Regions from separate parts of the Gasterosteus aculeatus genome. Here region 1 is linked to region 2. The links are chromatin contacts, called in public Hi-C maps. All regions are on one chromosome and are shown on one strand. The core of a region is the stretch at or near the end of the contact, and the rest is flanking DNA. Distances in the headings are between cores, read along the strand shown. Region 1 overlaps LOC120831919. Region 2 overlaps tcf4 (transcription factor 4).

Evidence for each region. Hi-C and Micro-C count contacts between places; a contact is called where the count stands out from the background.
Region 1: a Hi-C map of skeletal muscle shows a contact between it and region 2, with 4 times the contacts expected there. The contact joins two enhancer-like sites. A contact is called at or near these places in 4 of 6 Hi-C or Micro-C datasets (skeletal muscle, tail fin and whole body).

The regions. Positions count from the first base shown.
Region 1 is chr14:17,686,636-17,692,275 of fGasAcu3.hap1.1, reverse strand. LOC120831919 reads right to left here. Exons shown (of 20, transcript XM_040197832.2): 3 at 1-50. Among protein-coding and RNA genes, the nearest start is that of LOC120831919, 19 kb to the right of the region's middle. Within about 2 kb of position 3,860, at least 4 of the 9 cell types and tissues checked have open chromatin away from gene starts, as enhancers often do.
Region 2 is chr14:17,639,153-17,645,093 of fGasAcu3.hap1.1, reverse strand. tcf4 (transcription factor 4) reads right to left here. Exons shown (of 20, transcript XM_078088417.1): 17 at 4,820-4,973; 18 at 2,870-3,099; 19 at 2,252-2,390. Among protein-coding and RNA genes, the nearest start is that of LOC120831919, 29 kb to the left of the region's middle. Within about 2 kb of position 2,338, at least 5 of the 9 cell types and tissues checked have open chromatin away from gene starts, as enhancers often do.

The sequences.
Region 1 (5,640 bases), core at 2,611-5,110, 46 kb before region 2:
TTGGAGCAGATGCTCGGTGACGGAGGCCTGGAGCTCCTACACAGCTGGAACTGGGGACAGGTGAGGGTCAGTTTCACATAAAACACAGCAATCTCATTGGTGCACTTTACACATAAAGAAAGCCAAGTTCAAATAATGTTATAACAATTTCAATATATGGTTGCTAATCAATGTTCTGATCCTAAAGTAAATGCTGTTGTTGAGATGATCATCTAATATGTGTGGGATGAATACATTCCACTGTTGTCTGTCTACTATGAAGTGATATGTAAAGTGTCAGGTAGCAGGAGGTGGATCTTTATGAACTGCATTCACATGCTGAATCTGTAGTCGCGCTCCGTTTGCAGTAGTGATGACTTGTCACCTTCCGGCAGGCTTCGGATGCATATAAACAGCCCGTGTGCGGCTGGCGAGTGGGGCCCGGGGTTGGTAGGAGATGTATAGAAAGAGTCACAGCAGGACTATCAGACTAGAAACTGTAATAATACAAGAAATACCATAAGTCTAGAATCAGTAGTAAAAAAGTAGTCACAGTGTGTTATTGGTAGTAATTGTAGAAGTATTATTGTTTGAAGCATTGCAATAGTATTAGTGCTTGCGTGTGTACAAGTAGTACTACTTGGTGGTGGTGATAGAGGACTGCAAGCACTAGTGTTACCATTATATCGGAGTAGTATAGTAGTACCAATAGTTGCAAATATGTTACGTAATACTTGTACGTCTGTGCAGCAGTGTAGAGTAGAAATATTACTAATTTTTAGGGGTGTAACGATTCATTCACTGAATCGATTTATATTCCTGCGATCCAACTGAATCGATCTGTGCTCCGCAAATCGTCATTCCGGACGACATATATCGATTACAATCGATTGAAATGGTACATAATCGATTGTATCGATACTTGGAAACTGCACATTGGATTTAAGCACAACAACGGCATGGATGTGTGTTTGTTTGTTTGTTAGCACTTTAGACGCGTTAAACGTTACTGGATTCAGTCTGCCTGTCTGTGACGTCATCAGTACGCAGCGGCCGCCGCGCAAAACTCAACAAAATACAGCGTGGAGGAGACGACTGCGAGCAAGACATTTACAAACCAACTTATCGATCCAGTGGAAACATTTTGGCTTCTGCAAACACGGAGGTGTTCTAAATAAGTCGCTCGCTGTTTGTAGAATATGTAGAAGCCAAATAAAAACCACGGAAACACGAAGAATCTTTCCGGCCATCTACTAAGGCGCCGTGGGATTAAACAACGGCGACAGTCAGGACCTCTAGCAGCGTCACCGCTGCAGCAGCAGCAGGTAACTCAGCTCTGCAGACACCTCAGGCCTCCAGCACCAAACTCAACATCACAGGAACAAGTTTATCTGTAGACATGCGACCCGACAATGAGGTTGAACATCCGGGGTTCTGTGAATTGATCCAAACATTGTGTAATTATTGTGTAATGTTTACATTCAAAATGGCACTTGATTCAAATAAAAGGTTAATACATTTGCCATTAATGGTTGTTTGCTTGTTTATAATATGCATAATTAATTTAAACCTGATTTCCTTAGAAGAAACAACAGGGATCTCAGAAATTTTGCCTGCACTGTCCAGTAAAGTTACTGAATCGATTTCAAGTCACTGAGTCAGAAGTCACTGACTCAAATCGGACCGTTCTAAATTAACCCAGATCGTCCATGAATCGAATCGGCAACCATGAATCGAGATTCGAATCGAATCGTTGTTAAAATGAATCGTTACACCCCTACTAATTTTAGATGGGGTAGTTGTTTTAACTATACCACTAGTTGGGGTGGGATTGGGACCACTGTTTGCATCAGAAGTTTAAATACTACAGGTAAAATGCATAACAGCATTAGCACTATAGTACTATAAATACTTGTTAGAAAGAGTAAGAGCTGTAGTAACTAGACATATGACTAGTTGTGGTATTATTAGTGTTGCAGTCTACTTTCACAAGCAGGAACTCAAAAATGTTGGTAGAACTAACCAATCAGAGGTGCAACAATATTTCCTTGTTTATATCTGAGAGCGGTGTGTACTGGGCTGAGACACCAGCGTGTAGCTGAGCGCGTGTCCACTGGGAGGCGCTAACCCTCTGTGACAGACACAGCAGCAGGCAGAGGAAGAGGAGGAGGCTCCTTTGCAGGAAAGCCTTTGATCAAATAACTGAAGAAGAGATATCAACGTGTAAAGAAAGACAAATGAGTGGAAAAACGACACAAACAACGGTAAAGCAGCCCGAAGGCCCTCTGTGAAATATATGAACACTGTTAATGAGCTTATGAGAAGGGAACAAATCTGAAGTGAAACCTTCAAGGCCAGGATGAACTCTGGTTTAGATTGACTCGGTTTGTCTGCTGAAACAAACGGTTTAAGGTAAGTGGTTGGAGACTTATGGATTGTAATGAATAAAAATTATATTCAAAACCAAATAAAGGATCCAGAAATACAATATATTTATAGCCTCATTATAATATTTGATCTATATGTGGTATTCATTTTCATTTATTCAATATAATCTTTATAAAGATCTTTATAATCTTTATTGTTGCGTCCCTTCCAGGCGTGAATGAAGCAGAAAAATGGGACGGAAGAAGAGAGTTAACTCGCGCGATTAAAGCGGGGAAAAATTCGCTTCGCTTTTGGTGTGGACGCACCATCACAGCATTACCATGGCAACCTGTTTGTAGCCTACAAGCGGCCTGTTCCTGAACTTCAGCTCAGGAAGGTTTCTGCTTTGTTTCAGTTCAGTTTTTGGCAAGAATCAAGATCTTGAGAGGAGATTTCAGAACTTTGAAACTTTGTGCAAATTAGCTATTTTGTCAACTGTCAATCAAAATTGATCTTAACCAATCAAAGTACTTCATTAAAACGCTGCGGGTGATGGGTAAGACCATCCATCGATGTGAAAAGACAGTAATTACCAATGAATATCAGTCTGTGTACGTGTGTTAACAACTTGAAAAAAATCACTCTCACAGACACACACACACACACACACACACACACTCACAGTGCCAGCTGTCAGTGTGTTCTGATTAGATGCTTATGTACAGAAACGCGTGAATAGGGCTCCATAATTGCTTGCATGTATGTGCCAAACACGATTCCCTCCATAATTGCAGGTGGAAAAATATGTGGGCGTTATTTATGTGTTCTTTTTTTTTTCAATTATATTAATGTATCTCACCACTTGCAGCCCGTCACATATATCATTTTCACCGTGATGTCTAAACTGTGTGTGTATAGCTATGGCACACAAAGAATCCATCTGAATGGATAAAATCCACTCCGTGAAGCATTTTGATTGTAGACGTTCCGCTTTAGACAAGCACGGAAATGAACAAACTTCATTGTGTTCGTGTTAACATTTTCAGATAATAGAATATATATTAGAAGGTGACATAGACATCCTGACGTCAGCTATTGGTTTGTGAATCACCGTTTTGAAGCCTAACGTTCGGCATTTTGGCTGACAGCATCTTGGATATTAGCTGCCATTGCCACGTATTTCATGCACCCAGTGTTTGGTGTGAACTAAATACTGTTTATTTGTTGGTTGTAATGTAAATTTTACAAACTTGAGGATTGGTCAATCAGCATATTGAAATGAGGAAGATCAGTCACAACCTTATGAACAAAGTTTGAGCAGAAATGTTTTGACAGGCTGAACCGGAGGGAATCATGTTTAGAGATCATAGAGAAAAAGAAAGCGAAAGAAAAGCACGGAAAAAGAGTACAAAGTGGAAAAGAAACATTAAAAACAAGTATTATCCTTGAGAGCAGGGGATGAAGATAGGAGAGAGTTGGCAGAGTGCAGCTGGGTGTTTTCCAAACTGCCAGTCTGCCTGTGAGTCTTGGCAACACGCTGAACCCTCGTTGCGTAACCAGACTACGGACAGTTTCTGAGTGTGTGAAAGTACCACTGGAAACAACAGTAAGACCTCATGTGTCCCTCAGATGAGTGCATAGGGACTTCCAAGTTACTTAATTATTGATCTATAACAATTTCTAGAAGACAAAATGGGAAATAAAACATTCATGTCGTTGCAGAGTTATACATGTGTTTTTTGCCAATAGGTTCTATCGTGTATCTTCAAGAAATGACATGCAGGTATAAGGAAGTAGCAGAATAAAAATAAAGAGACGATTCCTCACATTCTGACAGATTGATCAACAGCCAATCCTTAAGACGCCTCTGCTACATACATCCTCCATATGTGTACTGTAAAGTACTTGGACGTTTTATACATAGGTGTTTCCCAACTTCGCATGCGTGTAGGTCAAAGTGCAAAGCATTGGCTAGATCCTTCTACTCTGAAGGTTTCCACTAACTCATCACAAAGTCTATTCGTTAAACATATTCATGGGAACGTTCAAATGCTTTTTTCAAGGTTGGTGTTGCACATAATTATTGCCATTTAGTTTGATTTCTTGGAAAGCAATCACAGTAATTGATCACAACTATCAAATGAGTAGAAAATAAGAAATGTCAGCTTTCACATGTTATTGCAGTAGCTTGCTACTTTGTAGGATGGTAATGTCCTACACTTTACCTCGCTTGCTGCGAGTTTGGACCAAAGGAACATTTCGTCTGCTTTAGACCCACCGCTGAGTTGTGAGGGTTACAACTTACTTGGGATTGTGTTCTTTTCAATTCTGTGTCAGAAGACTTTAAAAAGCCACCGCTGTCAACTTTTAAAGAACTGTTCCAGAAGTTGTTGGCGTGAAAGCTGCTTGATTTGAGCGGCTTGTTGAGGTCCACTCAGGACAGAAAACCGGTGGTCGCTCCCTCCTCTTTTCCCACACAAAGCTTCTGTTTTTGGCGCTGGCATTACCACACAAGCCCCGCTCAAAGCCAAGGGAAATCTTCAGCAAAACAAAAGCAAGGTAATGTCTTCCAGTAAGCCAGGTGGATGTCATGTTAAGCAGGGCAACATGATGGAGGCATGCGGCAGAGTACATTAAGAAACCATCCATCACATTAAAAAGCCTGAGACATAGAAGATTTCCTGGACATTGATCAGAATAGTGTATTTATTTGAGTGTTTGTGTGGCTGGGTGTGTGTCTGCTGGCACACCTAGAATCCGGAGATGTGTTTTAGCTTGTCCCGTCCCACAGAACTGAGACCAGTTTCAGTGTTTCTCTGCCAGACTCCCTGTCATGGCAGGAGTACAGAGAGGAGGAGCGAACAGGGTGAGGCAGCAACCACCTACATCTATCGTAGTCAGCCCGTCACGCTGGCTGACGGTAAGCAGCGGTAAATTTCCCGAGTGGAAGTCGGGAAATTTAACACACTTTCGCTTTCTCACGTTTTATGAAACAAGTTCCAACAGGTCTGTCCAAACGTTTTAAACCCTTTTACCGTTTAACCAGCAAGCCTGATGTCCCAAGGAAAGCGCCTTTGAGGAGGCACCCGGTATCTTCCACATGAGAAGCACCAGGCTTCTAACTCAACAAACACGTCGTGCTCATGCAAACTTTTTTTTATTATCAGTAGTACTATTTGACTCTCAAACCAAAGCCTGTTTAAGTGCTTTTGTTGCACGAGTAAATCTAAAAACAAAGTACACCTGCATGAGAAGTTTATTTTGAAAAAACAACACATACAGAACTGGTGGAAA
Region 2 (5,941 bases), core at 1,089-3,588:
CAACTTTGGGACACAGTTTCAGAGACAAATTCACTCAGAAACAGTGAATTGGTTCCTCATAGGTACCGCGCTTCGTCAACTGTCGCACCAACAGCGCCCCGCCCACCGTGGACGCGTAAGGAGAAATGATTACACGTCTCGGCGGCGCCCCGTTCATTTCTCTAGAAGTTGCTCAGTGGAGCATTACATAAAAAAAGTTTGACTTCTGAGTATAAAATGAACCAGATCTGCCTCGTCCAAAGAAAATGAACCAGGAAGCATCACAGTTACTGTGATTGAGAGGTCGGTGCCCTACCAGAGCAACATACTGTGTCATTTTGTAACTTAATGGCCGCAAAAGGCCGTAATTGAAGATGGCTTGGGGAGCGTCGGTCTCATGTTCATTCACTTAAATGGAGGACGGAAAAGTCTTTTTGTAAGACATGAAGATTTGAATAGGGAAAAGTTATTCAGCTCACAAAATCCTCCTCTGAGTTACAGCCGTCTCCTTACGGAAGTTTATGTGTCCCAGAGCATCACATAACAAAAAATAGTCCTTTTCTAACATATATAGTAGATGGATTTTGAGATTTGATGAAACATTGTGTCAGTTTTGTTGGTGCCTGATTTGCCAAGTAGGGCAGAGACTTATCAAGCCAAGTTTATCCAACCAAAAGCTGTCAAAATAGAAAGGGAACAGTTCCGTTGAGCGTGACTGTGCTCATTAAACTCAGGGGTCCATAAGAATCCTTTTCTGGTTGTTTTCCTTAAAATGATAAGAAATATACATTTCTACTACTACAGACAGTTTGGCAGTTTGAAAGTGATGGCATCACTAGATCACTAGCGTAGGGCTGCACGCTATGGCTAAAAATCCATATCTCTATATTAGGAAAGAGTCTGACGGTATCCCGGTATATCACGGTAATTCATTCACCCCGAAAAGGCCCGGCGCTACCCGAACAGCTGTTTGCCGCTGGCCGCGAGTTAGCTTGTTAGCGTGTTAGCGTGTTGTGGCTGCAAACAGCTGTTCGCCTCTCGCTGGCCAACTTGCTAGCAGCAGAGTTACTTCTTGTTGTGAGCTTTACCCAGCATGCAGTTCAGCGGGGTCATTTTTATAAAGGTACAATTATTAGTGTTGCAAATTGTTTGTGTGTGACAAGCTGTTGTGTTTTATCCTGTTAAAGAGTGTTTGTTGTTATAAAGTTATAAATAAAGTTAAATCTGATACCGGTACACCGTCTGAACCCGTACACCGTGCAGCCCTACACTAGTGTTCATGCTCTGGTGACCATGAATGTCATTACATTGTACATTCTTAGTTTCAGGGGGTTGTGCACTAATGAAAAACATAGTTATGAATATCATATCGGCGAAAAGATCACACAACACACACTTGAAAGAAGCCATGTAGTGTTGCACTATGGCACAGTGTTCCATCACTCTGTCTTGTTGTTAAACTCCTTTTAACAAGGTACATTCGTAGGAAACAATGTGGCGTTGTGCAATTGCAGAACAAAGTAGAGCAACAGATACACACAGTCACACATTAAAATCACACTTACTGCCAATCTGTTGTTGAAATGTACCAGACCCGACAGAAACTCAAGTTCTGACCTCTGATTTTGGACTAAATCGTCACAGATCATCAGCTCAGTCAGATATTAATAACAGGAGCTTCTCCAAATGAGTCATTTGACCTCATTGCCATGTGTCCATGATGTCCATGTCAATTTTAACCTTTTAACCTGCATAATAATGGTAAAAACAATATATCCCTTTTCATCTGTGAATGTGGGGTTTAGAATGATTTCCAATAGGTGTTGATTTATTAATTGATTTAAAATTCACTTACATTTAAACTACTTTTACTTCGACTACTACTACAACATCTATTTAAATAAAGGCATTTTTATTCCTTAACATATGCCAAATAGGGCGCTGTGTTTGCTTTACCAGAATCTTCCTGAACCAGAAGTTTTTGTTTCTATAATTCTGTTAAAAGGTACACAGACAATGAATTAATAGAAAGTTCCTTTTCCCTTTGAGGGAGCGCAAATGTGTTAATGAAGGATATATTCAGCTCAAATTGTTTTCATTGACGACATGTTTCTTTTGCCACAGTTCAGTCAAACTTTATGGTAAATGATTTACCAGTTAGCTGGTTTCTGAATTCTGATTCTTAGGTCTTTTGTTAAAGGTACAACAGCAGATTAGTTTCTAAGTGAAATCTTCTGACCATTCGGGGTGGAGGGGGGGCGCTGCGTTTTACATTTGTCCCAGCGGGTTTGACGCGTCGCTCATGGCATGGTGCGCTGCGGCCAATGAGAGGGGAGCCCCGTCCGCTGACACGGCGCCCTTCTCCTCCTCGCGGCGCTTCAGACAGGCCGCTTTGGGATTCAGGTTCCGCTCTGGGCGAGGGAGAGAGGGAGAGGGAGAGAGGGAGAAAGGGAGGGAGAGAGGGGGGGAGGGAGAGAGGGAGGGAGAGAGAGAGGGAGAGGGAGAGAGGGAGAGAGGGAGAGAGAGGGAGACAGGGAGAGAGGGGGGGAGGGGGGGTAGGAAAGCTAAGAACCTGAGCCAGGGTTGAACAGTCACCAGGTGCCACTGCTGCCCTCTCATGGAACTCTTTCAGCACCGCATATGTTGAACTACTTTTCACCTCATGAACCTCGATTTCCAAAATACAAAGTAACTTCAGATTCAAAGCAGAGGAAACTAAATATGGAATATTACCAGTCGTTAAGATCCACAAATTACTAAAATGGAATACTGCAGTCAAAGAAGGTTCAAGATGAATACTACTTCCTATTGTTGATATTGTTGTAATAAATAAATAGATAATCATAAAGCGTATTCGGGGCGGTGGGGAGCTTGTCTGCACTAAACCGACCTCGCACTTGCTGCTCCAGACTGAGGATGACGGCCACGGCCTGGTGGAGGATCAGTAACTTGGTCTGGGGTTTGTCGCTCTTCAGGTGCAGCTGCACCATCTTGCCCAGCTCCTTGAACGCCTCGTTGATGTCGCGGACACGCAGGCGCTCCCGTGCGTTGTTCGCCATCCTGCGCTCCCGCTCTCGCTCCATCTTCTGCTCCGGAGACAGGTCCTCGTCGTCGTTGTTGCTGCGGTAACCAGCGAGGGAGGAGGAAGCAAGGGAAGGAGGGCAAGGAGGAAGAGGAGGATATGTTGTTATTTTCTTGCTACACCGGATGATTCCTTTAGTGGGGGGTAGCAGGGAGCAGGGCATGGAAACAGACCTCTGATTGGTCACGTGGTGATAATGTTGAGTTCACAGACTTGTGAGTTTAAATAGGAAGTGAATATCCAGACGAGGATCCATTCCAGGGCAAACTGGCAGACATGACCCAAGGAAGCACTTTGGATGGATGTTTATTTGACTTCTTGATTATTCTTATAATACTTCTATTTGTGCCAAATTAAAACGAAGGGACTACATTATGAAGCTTTTAATCCCGTGATATTGATCCCGTCTGGAGTAACATCTTTGTTTGTTTAGTGTGAAAATGGAGGAAGGATTTTGTAGTGATCTGATACAGAGAAACAAAAGCTTTGCTGGATCACATGACCGTATGTTTCCAAACCCTGCAGCACAGCTTGGGCCACATTTGACTTGTCTGGTTCATCATCACATTTGCATCATCATCATTATGACCCCAACATAATGTACAATCTTGCGGCATCCATATGTTTCAAATGTTCCTCTGGATGAGAAATATCAATGCGGGTATGAAGGCTGCTCAGTTTCAACCAGAAAGGGAAATAATCACTGTGAGCAACATTTATCTTTCTATTACTGAGTCCATTTATTGACTGCTTTATACCTGCCGGTGCAATATGTTGAAACACACCTATTGTTTACCACCAAAATCAAGAATACTCATCCCATTCCCAAAGGAGGTTCTTCTTTTTGGCTTGTATTACTGAAGAAAACAGCTGCTCTGGTTTTCCTGAAATGTGGTGGTGGTGTCCAACAGACTCGGAGCTGTTCCAATGCCCCTCACATTACATTACCTTTGTCTGGATTACTGAACTACTAGCCCTACTTTCCTGAGACTTGGTGGGGTGGACCATGGGCCAAGGAAGGACCCATTAGGTTCTGCAGGGGAGGGACCCCTGGCTTCCCTGGTGCAGGCCATCTGTGGGCTGCACTCTGAGTGGCCTCGCCAAGTTTTCAATGTTTCTGATGGTGTTTATTTCCCAGCTCTGAGTGCATGGCAGCGCCTCTTGGAGAATAGTCACAGTGGGCTCTACTCTGTTGTGTGAGAAACAGTTAAAATCAGGCTCAAGACCGAGAAGTGACTCACCGGACAAGTTCAGAATAGAGAACTGCCAGGTGCTCTGTGTTCACGTATGTATTTAGCTGCTTCTCATCACACTTGGTCACTTCATCAAAGTCCAGAGGCTGGTTCCCAAAACACGCACAGCTGACAGGCCTTCCTTGTGTCCCCTCTCTCCAGAAAACACCTTGGTTCATCTTTGCTTTAGAGCAGCAATCAACCTTAGCTGGACACTGATTGGTGGTTACTGCACAGCCGTAGAAGGAATATCTGTATGAGTCAATCCATGTAAAGTGGCATCAAGCCATTTAAATCTCCACAAATGCTCTATGCCAGGAGAACGCTGACTGGACAAGTTATAGTCGCAGTATTTTGAACTAAATCCAACATCTGCAACGGTTGGTGACTCCTGGAGCGCTCGACCGGGGACGCTTTGACCAAGGAAGGCCTCTGAGTCCGTGGGTGTGTCGGGTTGAACGGGGGTCCCGGCTCAGCTGAGGGGTTTGATGGAGTGTCTGTGAGGTACCTGAACCTAGATCTTAACCTCTCAATTGATTTCAGGTCCTTGCTGTCGCCGTCCTCCTTCTTGGCCTCCATGGACTTTGGGTCCTGCAGGAGATTTTCGTCCCCCTCGTCCTCCGACTTGATCTCGGAGCTGACGGAGGAGGTGCTCTGGCCCTGAAGGCCTCCAGAGAGGGCTGCAGGAAGAAGAGAGGAGGGGTTAGAGATCTGCAGGTAGAATACAGGATACGACCCCTTGTTGGGAGGCCGGCATCACTTCCACGGCGATTGGCAAAGTGACCGCTGTCATAGTAACCGTCCTTTAGAAAACTCTGGTGGACAATTCAAGACATGTGAGCGAAACTGTTTCAACTTTCCACATTTTGAAGAAGTAACCTAATTTGAGGTTTTCTTGACAGAGGAGGACAAGGGATGAGGCCACAGAGCGATGAAGGATGAGAACGTTGGAATGAGGACTAACAGCCTGAGGATGACATGCAGGGAACCAGCAGTCACCTGAGCAAAAAAGAGAAAGTGTCTGACTGCTGAAGAAAGTAGAGAGTGTGAATATGTAAATACAGTATGTAGACCACAAGGAAGCTTTTTCCCCCAATTTTGGTAGCAGACAAAAATGCTTGATAAATGAATAAGAAATTCAATTATAAAATGATTAATAAACTTTTTTTTGACTCATGGCACTGCAAAAAAATCAGTTTTTGAGGTCCTCCCAACTAGCTACAAAGCCACTGTTAAACTGACTGGTTTTCAGAAGGTTGAAAAGGCGCATTAACTGCAACACACAGGAAATCTACCTTAAGATGTTGTCGAGTTGTGCCACAACTTATAAACCATATGAATTCAGCATCCTCGCAGCAAGTCCATCTCTGACATATCGATCATTTCTGACAACAGCATTAGAATCACGTGTGCCACCAGGACGGGGGAATATGGCGGCAACTCCTCCATCACCAAATTCATCCAAATACAACCCAACCCCACTACAACACAGCAGCCTTTATTGGATGTCGGTACGGCTCCATCTCTGGGAAGCTGCCAACTTCTCAACCAGCAGAAAAGCCTCTCTCACACACACACACACACGCGCGCCTGAAACAATCGGCCATTTTGAGTCTCCGTCTGCTGACTGGAGGCATTTTGTCAGCGG